2 separate regions of the Oryzias latipes genome follow, and region 2 is linked to region 1. The links are chromatin contacts, called in public Hi-C maps. All regions are on one chromosome and are shown on one strand. Each heading gives the region's core, a stretch centred on a gene start, on an enhancer-like site or on the middle of the called end of the contact. The rest is flanking DNA. Distances are from core to core; before and after follow the strand shown.

Region 1 (7,904 bases), core at 2,366-4,865:
ATTTATTGATTCATTTCAAGCATTTTAGTCAAAGCAACAAAGAATTTACACATATTTATCAAACTCATTACAGAAAAGTCACTTAGATCACATTTGCTTAATTAAATATAGAGATAATTAACTAAAGTTAAGTAGAGTTTGATTTATTGCTTGAAAAAGGAGCGGGAAGAAGCGAACTTATATAACACCACCCCTACACATGGTGGAGAAGTTTGAGAACTTGAGGGATCCCAGGAGCTAAGCTGTCTGGGGGTTTTGCCCCTGGTAGGGTCTCCCATGGCATAGAGGTCCAGGGTGACGAGCCATACAAATAGCGGCTCAGAAGAACCCTCTTCCTGAGAAGTACAAACAAAAATTAGGCTAAGCCCATCTCTGGAGCCAGGCCTGGGGTTAGGGCTTGCAGGCAAGCGCCTAGTGACCTTGCCTCTTCCAACAGGCAAGTCTAGCCCAAAGAAATGACGTTGGATAACTTTTCCGCCTGCAGGAGAGCTCATAACTGGCCGATGCAATGTGGTTTTGGTAGCAGTCATAGGCTGGTGCCTCGGCGGCCCAAACCACGGTCATGGAAATTCTCCTTTTAATCATCTAAAATACTCCATCATGCAGTTCTAGTTTTCTGAGTGGGTGGTCAGACTGACCAGAATAGAGTTAATCTTAAGACCTTTTTTCATTTTATTTTGTGCATTTTTCAGATCTCATGCTCCATTTCAGAATAGAATATTGCATAAAATATAATAGATCTTTATTTGACAGACATTGTCAAATGTACAATGAAATTAAAAGTGGTTCTTGGACCGTGGAACTCGTACGATAAACAACTCAAGGTATAAACTTAAGACTAAAACTAATAAATTATACATGAAAAACAATGAAAAAGGGCATGATCCATTAACTAAAAACAGGAAAATAATATGAATTTGTTGCTAAATAAAAGTGCATTCATCTTTTAAAAAAACAGGATTCCCAATGAATGTGTTAAAATTGTTAAAACCAGAAAATATATATAAGAAAATATCCAATGTTGCTGCATTGTGCTTGTACTTCTGTGCTTCAATACCCCCCCAAAAAAACACACAATGTCATGTCTCAGCACTACTCAACCCACACGTGACAGCTCTGTGCATGCCAGGTATTTGGATCAATTAAACAACCTAAGACTCTCCCTTAAAAAGAAATAGACATATTTCTTTAATGATAAACATAAAGTCAAAATTCTGAGGTAAATATTCTGAATTTTAAATTCCTGTTTTTTTTCCGTGGCTCCCATTTTTTCTCTGAGCTACTTGAAAATGTTCATGGGGAAAAAGGGACACTTGGATAGCCAGCAGATGGCAGTCAGATGTTGGAAGATTTTCTGCCAACATGGGAACCGTTTGGGCAATAATATTCCAATAGACAGTCATGGGATTTGGGAATATTGTACAACAATATGTAAACATGCCTTAAAATGCTGGGTATAGTAATTAATTGAGGTGTCTAGGGGGTGGGGGGGATCATTTATAAGCCTTATACATCTTCTCACTTCCCTTTTGATTTTTCTTGCATTTTATTTTCCTTTCATATTTTTCTTTATAAGTATATATCTGAAATAAAATATCATCATCATCATCCAAATGAATAATGTTTGATCTAGCATGAAAATATCCTAAAAGTGCAAATGGACTGAGTTTGAGTAAAAGTTGTTTGGGGATTTGACTACTGGTACATCTTACATAACTGATTATGTTCAGGATGCTGTCATGTCTGACCAAAACCGATGCTGTTTGAACTTGTTTAGTATTTCTGAGCCTGCAGTAAACTGAGCCATGACGTTCAACTTGAAATGGTTCTTGAAAATCATCATTTTACGTCAGGGGAGAAGTGGGCTGTTTCAGACAATCCTTGCATTTTGGACATGCCCCAATCTTCTTGGAAATTAACATTTATACATGCATTTGTAATCTGGTCAGATATATTATTATATGTGATGTGGTGAGGGACAGAGTGAAGCATTTGCTCTGAAAGAATAAAACTGATTAATTTTGATTTTTTTTTTTGTTTCACAGTTCTTGAAACACAGCTATTTTAAGAAACATAAGTAATGTTTTTATACATATGTGGACCATGTGTTTTTTAAATATTCATCAAAAATTTGGAACAGCATTTGTCAATGTACATTTGAAAGCACATTTTGTCACAGGCTTTGTTAGAGTTAAAAAAATAAATCATTTTATTCTGCTATGGTTTCCAAACTGCAGATAGAGTCAAAGCAGTAACAAAAATCTCACAAGCTGAACTGAGTCCCAGACTTAGCAACTCCATCTTCATAGTTGAGGTTGTTGAGGGTGTAAACCACAGCTTGAGTAGTATTCCTGTGTACTCTCAGGAAACAGGGCTGGTTGGGAAAATCCTTTGCAAAGGAGGAAGGTCAGCTGTGGTCTGCTGAAATAAACACTTAAGTAAAGAAAATGTGTTCAGGGGAGTTAGCTGTTTCCTTTCTAATCTAAAATGCAATGTTTACACCTGCACTCAGTACAAACTGATGTGCTGTGTGAGTAAAAAAATGTATTATCACTAGAATTATGACAGCAGAAAAATCAATAATTGGGCTTCAGGGGTGTAGAACTGTCTTGCAGATAATCTGTTCCTAAGATCCTGTCTCAGCCGATTACATGTTCAGCAAAAACCAATGACGTATAAAGACGTCATGTGAATGACACCGAGTTTTTTTGCTTTATCTACATCTTGTTGCTATAGCATATTTGAATATTTTCTGTAAAGCTGATAAATTTTCCAGTCATTAACAATCCTTCTCTCAGCTTTAACAAAAGTTAATACAATGAAAGCGTTGACACTATGTGACATAAACACAAATTAGTGTAAATATTGATAGTATGAAAACATAAAAAGTTTGAAAAAACATTTAATTTTTTTTATAACTTTGTTTTTATTAATTGAAAAGAAATTAAAAATCAGTCCCTTTTTTGGCACAGAAATATCTGAATATTTTTCCCAAAAAAAATTAATTTAGGTGTCGATGGAGAAAACGGAATATTAAACTTTAAATTGTGTTTAGGGGAATGTTTTTTCTGTAAAGAAAACACAAAAACGTGTAGTCTAAAACAAACTTTAGAATTCACTTTAACCTTTCGGTTCTTAGAAATTTGATGTCACATTTGAATGTGATGACACTCATTTAACCATGGTGGTGCAATGAGACAGCATGAGTTAAAGGGCGAGAGTTCATATGACTCCCAGCTGATAGTACTAATGTCACAGTGTGCAGTAGATGAATGAAAAATGTTCAAAAGCATCCTGATCCCTTCATCTCTGGTTGATGCATGTGATGCATGAAATGTGCACGTTACTAAGATTTTGATTTGGGGTTTATCCAGCTAGCATTAGCTATCATTTAAAGGTTTACTTAAAGAAAATAAACACAATTAAGTACTTTTTCTGTATAAATGGATACTTAGGCAGGCTTTATTTTTATTTGATGATTTCTAGAGTCTAACATCAGCATTGCTTCATGGTTTGTGGTGAGGAGAGAGGGGCGGGGAGACTGCGGTGACTCTTGCGTCTGATTGGTCGGCTCCAGGGTTTTACGTAGACGGAGTTGTTTAAATAGCCAATCACGGAGCTGTTTTTAGTATGTGTAGAAGCGTCGCTGCAGCGAAGTTCTCTCTCGGTGGAAGACCGCGGTCGAGCGTCTGCCCGTGTCTGCTCTTACCTTACTCACTCAAGTGCCATGGAGGAATCGAATAGTTGACGTTTCCTGCAGCAACCTTCTCTTTTTAAGCTTTCTTCCCGTCTGGTCATTGTGCTCCCTCATCAGGTTCATCATCGTTTTTGAAAACTCCACAACTTTAATTGAAAGAAAAACCATGAAGTACATCATCGGCATCGGCGGGTGAGTTCAGCCTCAGTTCACGTTTGCTAGGCTAATTTAGCCGGCTAACCGGGTTGGGTGAGGCCCACGAGCGCGGTGCACGTGCCAAAGGCGGTCAAATTTGTCGTCGTCTATTCTGCATTATTATTACACGTTTGTATATGTATATGTGATTCTTTTCCCCCCAAAATATACATATGTGATGTTTTATACCTCCCAATTTGGCATCTTGGGGGTAATAGAAAAAATAAGCATTTTAAATTACGGAAGTACTTTGCGTTTAAATAAAAAACGAAAGTCTTTTAATATCTAAAAAACAAAAAGAGTAAAATGGCTTTAACTTCAAAATAATTGCTGTAACTGACTTATTTAATAAAACTCATACCATGTAATGTTTATTAAACATTTCTTATAACAGGGACATGCTGGTCCACCTTAAATTTCACTAGTCACTTCAATTTATTGGTCTACATTGCTCTGTGTAGGTTTGCTTTTGTTCGCCATTCAGTTCTATTGTTTTGTTCTGTGCAGCGTAACCAATGGAGGGAAAACCACCCTCACCAACCGGCTGATAAAGACCCTTCCCAACTGCTGTGTTGTGCATCAAGATGACTTCTTCAAGGTGAGCGCACACTCATCTCTGTGACACCTTCAGATGCAGTAGAGCTTACCCAACAAGACAATGTTAACACTTATTACATGAGTAAAAACATCACATAGTGTGTGTGATAACATACAGCAGAGAGTAGGCCTAGTGGAATGTACCTGGGTACATCTCTTCGATGTATGTTTCAGCCCCAAGATCAGATTGAAGTTGGTGAAGATGGCTTTAAGCAGTACGATGGTAAGCCCGGGTTTCTGTGAAGGGTTTTGTGGGCGTTTGTGTGTTTGTTCAAGCTTGCAGTGTTACGGCACTTGTAATCTGCATGCGTTGAAGACACAATTGAACTTTTTAGTCATATTTTTTCACTCATCGTTGCTTTCTTTTATGCCTCCTCTCTCTTTCTCCTACCTGTTTTTTTTTTTTTTTTTTTCACCCCCCGCCTTTACAGTCATCACTGCTTTGGACATGGACGCCATGATGAGTACGATCTACGCATGGCTGGAGAACCCGGTGAAGTTTGAGAAGTCTCACGGCGTGAATAACAACCTCGATGATGAGATTATCCAGAAGTCTGACAACAAGGAGGATGAGGAGAACCACATCCTTATTGTGGAAGGATTCCTGTTGTACACCTATGGGTAAGAATAGCTTCCTATAAGGTCACTTTTATTTACTTATTAAATAAGAAACACTCATCTGCATGTGCCTCTATAGACCTTTGATCGACGTGCTGAACCAACGCTACTTTATTTCCATCCCGTACGAAGAATGCAAAAAGAGGAGGTGGTACGTGCCCCCCCCCCCCCTCTCTACTCTTGTTTGGTGCTATCTACTCTGTCATAGCCTTTTCATGGTAAATGGTTTTTCTCTCCCTGCAGCTCCAGGAATTATACAGTGCCTGACCCCCCCGGCCTGTTTGATGGCCACGTGTGGCCCATGTATTTGAAACACACCAAAATCATGGAGGAGACATGTGTTGATGTTTGTAAGTGGCAATTTTTTCAGCTAATTTTCCCCTTTGTACACACTTTTTGATGACTTTGCAAGTGGTTTAAATGCTTCCATGGGTTGCTATTACAGTGCAGCTTGATGGAACCTGGTCAAAGGAACGAATGTTCAACTTTGTCTACGGCGACATTCTGAACAACATCCAGAAATCTCTCTAACAAAGGTAAAAAAAAAAAACTCACCCAGAAACTCCAAACACCAAAGGCTCTTGTCGTCATGCGAGTCACCATTTGTGTTTTCTGTGTTGCAGATCATTTGATTGGCTTCAGGAGGCATGTACTCAACTTACAAGCATGAGATCGCTTTAACCTAAAATTTATACCTGGCAGCTCATATAGTTGAGTGCTAAGCTTTTTCAGTTTTTATAAATGTTTAACAACACAACAGGCTTTTATATCTCGTATTTATTGCTTTGTTTCAACCTACACTTGAAACGGGGTTGATTGGAGTGTTCCAAGGATGGTTGCAGATGTCAATAAATGATCCTCCTGTCAAACTTTGTGCTGTGGTGAATTCTTCATGGGCATGACTGTCAGGTCCTACGTAACTTTGGGTCTGTGAGGCTTCAGAGAGCAGATAGTTTCTGGTTAACATCTGCTGTAAGTGATAAGCAGTCATATGAGCCAACTTGATTATTCGCATATCCAAAACCAGCCTGGGTGAACGAAAGCTTATAATTTTTTAACAAAAAGGGAAATAAACTAATTTATTATTTATATTCACTTCATACTATTTAATACTTTGAAATATGGTTGGGTGTTATAGACTTCACAAGATAATTTTACTTACTTTGGATGAAAAGTAGTCAAAAATTGAAAACCAGGAATTATCTGTTATTGTCAAAACAGTTTAATGTACTGTAACAATTTCAAGGAAAAGGAGCCACACTTCTATTTTGTTGAGGGTGGAGTGAATTCTCTCATAATACATCTTTGTTCAATGTTAAAAGTTTGTCTTCAGAGATTAACTGCGTTTTTTTACAACTTGTTAAAATCAACCAAAACGGTGTTGCATCATAGCCAGGTGCTATAAATTCATTCTACTTTATTTTGTGAAAATTGTTAACTTGTGGAAAATTACAATAACTTGGTGTTAAAAGCAATAACTGATTAATTACAATGTTTAAGAGGAGTTAAACAACATTGTATATAAACAGAGTAAAAACTGACTTTCAAGGCTTTGTTTTATGGACTGCAGTTAAACCTTTAAGAAGCAGCAAAGCTTGAGTTCTGCAGTGACCTCAGAGCACCAAGTTTTTAGTTTCCATACCTGCCAAAGGTATTGCTTTAAATTCCAACAGAGGGCACAAAACGTCAAACTGAGACAAGAATATAAACTTTTAAGTAATTTATACGTGGCATAAAACTAAACAGATTTGCTTCACATAACTTGCAGAATTCAGGTTTGGAAAATAAGCTGTAGATGAAGATGATGGGAGAAGCAGATCCAGTTTTGTCCTAAAGTTCCAGAAAAGAACAGTCCAGTAGGTGTTCTTTGGTTCAGACAGACACACACAACACCTGAGTTCCTCACATTCAAACTGTGATTATTCAAGGCTCCGCAGAAATTGTATTCATGTTTAAATCGAATAAAATCTTGGCAGCTGTAGAGATTTGTGCTGAAAGCCCTGGTAAGATATTGAGAGACACTTGTCATTCTGTCATTTTAATGTGAACACTTAAACACTGTCCATATAACCTAACCTGACAGAATCAAATGTAAAAGGATTTATGCTAGAGTAACAAGCAAACATATGTTTTCTTTCCAATTGGAATTGTCACTTTAAAAAGTTATAATAAATAAATAAATGAGTTATTTAACATTAAGGAGTAGTTACATTTATTTTTCATTACATTTGGTTGTATAAGTTATATCTGGCCCTTTGAGGACAGACACGATGCTGATGTGGCCCTGAGTGAAAATGAGTTTGACACCCCTGTGCTAACCAATCCACACATTAAACCTGTGGAGCTGTTAACCTCTTCTTTGTTCATGATTTACATTTTTAAATGGAAAATGCCCCCTTTTAAGTGTACTTGTGAAGTACACAGTTTCTAGTTAACTTATATGATGTTAAATAGAGGAGATTGCAGTATGTTATAAACATTTTGGTTAGACCTGCATGACATAATTCAAAATATGCTGACCAAATTGTTGTAGTGAACACTGTTTTCTATGAGTTTACGGTACGTGTTATACATAATTATGCAGAGTCAAATAATCATGAAAAAATGTTGGCTTGCCCTCATAAAACTGTTTATTATGTATTCTTTTTTTTCTTTTCTGACCGGTTCCAACAAGAAATGTATACAAACATAATATAAATAAAGTTTAGACTCAAATACAAAAGGGGTTTAAACAAATATACACGTCATGCCAGAAGATTTATAAACCCCTAATGAAACAATAAAATATGTCCAACAC
Region 2 (7,904 bases), core at 3,974-6,473, 130 kb before region 1:
ACAAAAATAATAATAATGTTTTTTTTTATACATTTCTTTCTAAGGGACACCTAAATCTATAGATTTAAATGAATTCAACCACAACACAGTTCAGAGGTAGACCACTAAATGAACTACATTTCAAATAATTCCGAAGCCACAACATGGAAGACAGGCTCATTTAAAACAATTAGAGCTTAATTGAGAATGGAAATGCAGATAAACATTTAAAGTCTTACTTTTTACTATCAAAAATAGCTCTGATCTAAGCATATCAAATTTACAAAGAAGGAAAACATTCAGTTCAAAGTTGTGCTAACATTCATCTTCCTGGTGTTTCACTCCCAGTTCACAGAAAGGGCCACACTTTTAATGTTTTTTTGTTTTAAAAATGTCCTTTAAATACCCTGAGTCCTCCAGGTCATTTTGTTTGCATGGTTTTTACTGCAGTTCCTGTTAAGGGTGTGTTCATTGCAGTGTTTTGTTTTTTTCAAATCCAGTCTGACAACTTCACAATCACCTGGTAAAAGCGGGAAACAAACCTCACCACAGTCTGAAACCAGGAAGCAGAAAGACAGAATCAGCAAAAATGATCATGGGTTTTGTGAAAGGCGTCTGAGATTCAGAGAGAAATTTGGCCACAATTTTAAATTAAAGTCCTGCTCTAGCACTAGCACTCCAAATGAGTATTGGCTGTTTTGCCAATGCAAAATAGAAATGTGACAAAGAGTCACTCCACCCCTCTTTAGTGTTGACATCAAAATCACAACCAGCTGAAGCGCGCTTCACCAGAACATCACTTCCTTATTTTCCAGGAAATACTCCGAACTTTTCAGATCAGATCCATTAAATAAAGTTTTTTGAATCTTGTTTTAAATCAATGTCAGCATAAGACATGTTAATTATTTCATTGAAACATTGTAGATCCGTTTAACTTGTTGGTTTTAATGAATGTAAGAGCAATATCTGAGAAAAACAAGAAATTTAACTGAGTTCCTGGGTTGTTGTCATTCTTTAGCTGTCGTTCACCCCCTTGCGGCTTCCGAGTCTTGCTCAAAGGCAACGTTGTCATAGTAATGCTGATTCTGGCCCGGGTTGGGGCTGCCTGGGTCATTCAGAGGGACTTCATACAGTCTCTCCGCTCCTGCCACTGTGATCACAGCGACATCTGGTGGTGGTACTATAGACACAGTCTCCTTGGCCTCATCCTCAACCCCCAGGGCCTTCAGGATGTCGCTCTTGCACATGGGGCAGGTTCTCCTGTCGAGCAGCCACGGCTCGATGCAGGCTTTGTGGAAGATGTGGTCACACGTGAGGACGGTCACCACATCGCCTTGCTTGTAGGATTCGATGCAAACAGCGCACAGGTGGGAGTCGGAGGTGATCTCCTCGTCCCCTCGCCTCAGCGTGCGGACCTGGAGGCGCCCGATGGCTTTTTTGGCCTCGTTTTTCATTTTCCTCTCGGTGCGCCTCTGCCGGTTCATGTTGTAGAGGCGATTTGCTGAGATGAACACAAAGTAGGCGATCGAGGCCGCGGTGACGATGAAGAAGGCGATGGACAGGAAATACAGCCAGTATGTGTCCATCCAGGGCCCGTGGGGGCTGCCCACTTCGATCAGCAGCTGAACTTCTGTCCCGTTTTGCACCAGCCGGACAATCTCCGACCCTTGAATGTTGCCAACCATGATAGCCACGATCCCATCGGCTTCTGCGTGTGCCATGTGAGTGGTGCTGTTTCCACTGCCTTCCACGTTATACACCACCACAGCAGCTGCTCCTTGCCGCTTGGCAGCGTTGATCTTTTCACTGAAGGTGCAATTTCCCCGCTTCACCAGGGCGATCCATGGGGGTGAGCTGAAGTTGCGGTCGTAGACGGGATCTGAGCCACAGCCTTTAGGGTCTCCTCTTGGAAGCACGACAATCCCGGAGGCTTTGTCCACCACAGAGTTGCGACCGAAAACACCACACTCGCAGTACTTGTCTACAGTCTCGTTGTTGTTAGCGTAGCTCATTTCCACCACTGCTGTCCAAAACACTAAGGAAGTGGAGCGGCAAACAAGCGCCGACAAACACAGCAAAAGCAGCTGACGGTGAAGTGTCTTCTTACCCATGGCAACGCTCTTCTTCAAACAACAAAGCAAGTCTTTTTTACTCCTTTAAAAGTCCTTTTTCTCAGTCCCAATTCCTGTGTTGTTTCCACTCACAGCGAGGTGAACGCAGCTTTGGTTTCACCCAACCTGCTCTCTGCTGTAATATGATCCTTTGGTAACACAACACGAGCTATGCGTCAGCCTCTCACCTCTCGTTATCTTCCTGAACCTTGAACGCTGAGCGCTTGGCGGAGGGCAGGGTGCTGCTATTCAACAAGTTGAAATGCGCAAAACACACACACCTGCTGTTTTAAGAGGCAAGGAGCAACATTCTAGAAAAGAAAGGGATGATAAGCAGACGATAAGGTGGATTTTATAGTTCCAATAACGCAGAGAAACTCCAGAAAGACTACTAAACACCGCCTGACTGGCTTTTGTAATGATGAGGTGAGACGCACAGCCAGTTTTTCTAGCTCTACTTGTTTCTTCCCCTTTTTCTGAGATGACGATCATTGCTATGTAAAGTGACCCAACAAGTCAAACTGCACAACCCTCCAGCTGTTTACTAGCAACAAATAAAACGTGCCTAAAATTTGGAATTCTCTAGAATTAAACCCTCAAAAGGACAAATCATTGTTTATATACACAAAAAGTTATGCAAAGCACACTTTGATAAGGATTTTGAAATTCTATTCCAAAGGCCCAGACACAAATGAGAAGAGGAAATGGAAGAAGGGATTGTCAAGTTTCCACTGTGTCTTTTTTTACACACAAAAACGAAAGCATGTACACAAGCAGGCTTTAGGTGCAAATAGAAGCTCTGCTGTCCGTTTGGTCCTGTCCATTGATTTTCATACACTGACTAAAATATTAAAACACAAGAGACATTTGTGTGTATTTGTCAAGCTTTTGAGCACATCGCGGTTGATCAAGGGAACAAAGGTGCTTCTATGAGCCTGCATTCCTGAAATAACATCCTGCACAAAGTCAAGTGCAAGACAAACATTCAAAATCCAATTTTGTTTAAAAAAAACAGACATTTATTTCCTCTAATTACTTAAAATCAACATTTAATGCGATTTATTTTAAAAACAATTTTGTTCAAATCATAATTTGTGATTGCTGGTACGATTCATTGATCCGATTCACTGCCCTAAAATGGATCTAGGACTTCAACCAGTGTGACTCAGAGATAAATTCCTGGTACTGAACAGTGCAAGTGAAGTTTTCCAGATTCCTTGAATTTCTTGCAAAATAATCAAGTGTAAATTAAAAATGTGTACAAACAAACAAGTAAACAAGAATGAATGACAAATGTATTCACTTTTTAGTTTCCTATGTTCAGCCCACTGTTGTTTTTCCAGATCAAAATAATCCAAAGGGAACATTATTAGAACATTCTACCTCACTGTATGGTCACATGTTTGCTAAATTCAGTGTTTACACACATTAGACTGGAATTATGACTTAATAATTTCAGTCACGTGTGTTTTTTCTACTGTGATACACTTTGTCGTTTCCATTTAATGGTAAAATAAACCTATTGTGGCTCAATCCAAATGATATTTTCCAAAATTGTTATAACTGATTTATTTCATTTTGAATCATTGTTAGAACGGTATAACTTGCCTCAGACAAATTGATCCTGTTGGATCATAAGAATATATAGATTTATCAATTAAGTTAATTAAATGTTACACCCTTAATATAATTACAAGCAAAATACACTTCAGGTTTGAACCACAATAATCAAAACAAAAGTTTTATATGTGCATTATATGTGCAGTTTTTAACATTTGAAATAAACACAAACAAAATAAGAATAAATGTACGTATTTTCATTAATAGTGTACGTTTTTGTTACTTTAAAAAGTCTAGATAAAATGTAATATGTATTAAGTACCGGTATTTTAACTTTTTTGTATTAAAAATGTTGACTCGTGTGCAAATCTGAAAACAGGACTTGCAATAACACACTCAGAACATAAGAGGGCGCCATTACTGCACTTAGGTTTTAGGAGCTCCTGACTAAAAATAAATAAATAAATAAATGCGCTGCCTGCACTCACGAATATTATCCCGTAAAGGGCATAAGACGCATGTACACGCTCACGCTCAAAACTTGTCTCTAAACGAGGAGTTGAGGGTTAACAAAAACCTTCATTAATAGACTATTTAAAGACATTTTGCTTGCTCATTTTTGGTAAACTCAACGTCACTTGGAGCAGTTCTTAAAAAAACAAGCAAAGCCACTCACCACAGAGTAATGCAGGTTTCTGTGCTTTTATTTTCATGCTGAGCGTCCTCCAGATGACTAGACAGAGAGCATCAGCCTTTAAAAGTGGGAGCGCCTGCTGGAAACATGCCCCAACAAGCCCAACACCACAAACGCACTGCTGTGGCGATCCCGCTGCGCCAAAGTAACGTTTGTCTGCTAGGAATTATGTCCGAATTCCCTCACTAGTGCACTAAATAGTACGCTCGCTATTTTTTAGTCCAGTATGTCATAAAAAAATTGAGTGCCCTAGAAATGCCCAATAACTCAGCTAAAAACCAGTGAGCACTAATGCTTAATAAATGCAGACCACAATGCATTGCGTTTGAACATTTTTTGTGGAAAAAATGTATTTTTATGTTGTTGTTTTTTTGTTTTTTTTAATAAATAAATTATTCAGGTTTTCATCATCAGAATACACTATGTCTGAATTCCCTCCCTATTTCCAAAAATACTGAAAAATCTATATAGTACAGACTATTTAGGGACCTGGGTTTTAAAAATAATTTTGATATCTTGTTTGCTATTTTTTTTAAATGGTGCATCTGATGTCACCATTTCCCAAAGTAAAAACTTAGTCAAGACTCTCTATGAATCCACTGTGTTCTGATTATGAAAACATGGATGATTTATTTGAAAAAATCTGGGGGAAAAAACAAAACAAAGTTAAATCAATTTTTAACAAAAATGGTTCAAACGCAATATATTGTGGTCTAATTGATGATGTCATATTTGCCGTTTAAAAAACAAAGTAGTGAGCATGGTGTCCTAATTGCTTTCAAAACCCAGGACACTTTACTCCTGCACTAAATAGTTTTTAGTAGTAAGGAAGTAGGGAGGGAATTTGGATATAAGCTATGTCTTTGGTCCATTGTCTATGCCTACTGAACAAGTTTGTGTTTAATTGATTGATGTGTCACTCTGACTCTCCCCTAATGCTGCTTTTTCCACACAATTCAATCATGTTTTAATGTGCTTGCAGCCATCAGGACAATATGCTATATTTCCACCCCCCTTGTTGACATTAGCCGGCATAACATTATTAGAAAAGCTTTTGCTTCAGGCTTTCAATGAGTACAAATCCTTCCCCAATGAAGAAATAAAACCCATTTCCTCCTGTGGTGGAGCTGTGTTAAAGTGCGATTATGATAAAGAACAGTTCTGATGCGCCTCAGGCTGGAGTTTGTTCAAGTGAAGTGGAATGACTCACAACTCGTGATCCCCCCCTTCTTTCTTAGGAGCTCCAAAGCTTAAAAGATGTTTTCACCCCCCAATAATCTCCCTTTGCAGCTTTTAGTCGTAGTGTAGTGCTGCAGCTGCATGTAGTGCTTATCCAGCCCACATGCATACCGTCTTTGCAAACTAATTACGCTAAATTGATTAATAATTTTTCCTAAAACGTCTCGAATTTTAAACATTTCATACTTTTCAGATTAATATGAGTCAGGCTGCAATCTTGAGGAAAAAGACAAGAAAGGATTTTATACCATATTTCTTGGGGTTTGTCATTTTTTTGTATGGCACCTTTCATCTTATTTCGTTTACAGCAAAAACAGCTGAGTTTGCTCCCACTGTGAGGGTGCGCCGGGCCCTGGGTAAGTGCACATCCATGGAGAAGTGCAGGAAAAGAACCCAGCTTTTATGATTATGTTTGCGGACATAGGATGAAAAACAAACTGCTTTAACCTGTTATTTTGTTGTTTTCTTTTCACTAAGGTCTGACTTTCACATTATGGAGCATCACATTGCTAATAATCTGCCCAACGTGTCCATAAGCAAACACTGTATTAAACTTTTGGCTATAACTTGATTTAATGATTTAAAATAGGACTTTTTCAATTTTGGTAGTTTGGTTGCTGGGAAATAACGTCAATACCAACATGACCACATGTCGGTTTAGTTTTCACCTTTTTTCAAAAAAATACCATCCACTATAAATCTTTGTTTTTTACTTTATATTATAGCGTAAAATACATGTTAAGTAAACTCTGAGAAAACTGCAATTCAACAGAGTGTTAGACGTAAGAATGAGAGAAATGCTAGGACCTCAAACTTAACCAATAAGCTCAGACAGCTTTAACCTTCTCAGCAAATCTGAAAGTACAGATCAGCAAGCAAACCAGCCTGTAATTGATTGTGGCTTACCAATCATGGAAATGTTTGCAGTTCATTTAATTACTGTAAAAATGTCCTGACCACCGATGAACTAGAAGAACACAGTTTACTGTCAGTCATGGGGGGAATGGATTTTGTCTATGATGATTCTGTCTTTTTATGCTGGTTTAGAGAACGAGACAGAATGCATTTCACCCCAAGCCTCCGAGTTTCCTGATGGCTTCTTCACCGTGCAGGAGAGGAAGGATGGGGGGCTGGTCATTTACTTCATGATCATTTTCTACATGCTGTTGGCTGTTGCTATAGTTTGTGATGATTACTTTCTGCCGTCCCTGGAAGTGATCAGTGAACGTAAGTGGCATAGGTTTGAACTGTACCTTGACAAGATAGCCTTGAATTGATTGACAGCCTGTAAAAAACATATGATAAAATAGCTGCATTAATCCATTTTTTTTACATTTGATCCTAATTAGATAAAATTAAAAAATTAAAAATGTAATGCAAAAGCATTAAAGTCTTTTGCTGACCTGGAACCTTCACCCTAGAGTCCGTGACGTGAATCTTTAGCAAATGAAAGGGGCCAGATTATATCTTCTAAGTGACACAAAGCTTATTGAATAGATATTAATAAAATATAAAATAAATATTATGCACATTTTCTGACATAAATATATTTCTTAGTATCATTTTTAAACTTTGGTTTAACATGTTGGTAAATGAGCTAGTGGCTCATGACATCCTCTCTTTTTTTCTTTTTCTTGGGGCTCCCTCAGGTCTGGGCCTTTCTCAGGATGTAGCAGGAGCAACATTTATGGCAGCTGGGAGTTCTGCTCCTGAACTTGTTACTGCTTTTCTAGGTAAACATTCAACAACTCAACAATGTTCGTGACATTTGCTTCATGATTATCTTGCTTTTTTTTTGAAATTATAGATTTTCTGGCTGCTACCATAACCCTACTTGTCTCCTCAGTGTCTTCTCTCCCATCTCTCTTTATACGCTGGTCCAGTTTTCAAAGCTAAAATGTCGATTTTGTGCATTCTGTGTGTCAGGTGTGTTTGTAACAAAAGGGGACATCGGGGTCAGCACAATTGTGGGATCGGCTGTCTACAACCTGCTAGGAATCTGTGCTGCCTGTGGAATTTTGGCCTCAGTGGTATGTTCTTGCATACTCTGAGGGGGAAAATGGCTGCTTTTCTAGGCGAGACTGATGTAAGCTGTAAACTCTTTTTTGTTATGTGCTTCCTTTATCAGGCGAGGCGTCTCACCTGTTGGCCTCTGTTCAGGGACTGCCTGGCATATGGAATCAGTGTTGCCGCTGTTATTGGCATCATTTCCGATAACAAAGTGTACTGGTGAGGGTATATTTTTGTATTTGTAGGCAATAATTCATTGTTTTATGGTTGCATGATCTTCAGACCTTACAACACTTGCTGGTAAAGTAGTT

The links. A called contact is a pair of places that touch in the nucleus more often than the background predicts.
Region 2: a Hi-C map of embryo shows a contact between it and region 1, with 2.4 times the contacts expected there. The contact joins the promoter of slc24a5 here to the promoter of LOC101172800 in region 1. A contact is called at or near these places in 4 of 5 Hi-C or Micro-C datasets (embryo and fibroblasts).

The regions. Positions count from the first base shown.
Region 1 is chr3:12,936,512-12,944,415 of ASM223467v1, reverse strand. LOC101172800 (nicotinamide riboside kinase 2) reads left to right here and starts at 3,615. Exons shown (of 7, transcript XM_023953163.1): 1 at 3,615-3,889; 2 at 4,400-4,490; 3 at 4,921-5,110; 4 at 5,187-5,258; 5 at 5,351-5,457; 6 at 5,553-5,643; 7 at 5,731-5,976. The coding sequence starts at 4,938. The coding sequence ends at 5,638.
Region 2 is chr3:13,073,019-13,080,922 of ASM223467v1, reverse strand. slc24a5 (sodium/potassium/calcium exchanger 5) reads left to right here and starts at 5,223. Exons shown (of 9, transcript XM_011488381.3): 1 at 5,223-5,939; 2 at 6,631-6,810; 3 at 7,233-7,316; 4 at 7,510-7,613; 5 at 7,712-7,812. The coding sequence starts at 5,783. LOC101174167 (E3 ubiquitin-protein ligase RNF128) reads right to left here and starts at 2,615. Exons shown (of 1, transcript XM_004066905.4): 1 at 1-2,615. The coding sequence starts at 2,090. The coding sequence ends at 1,005.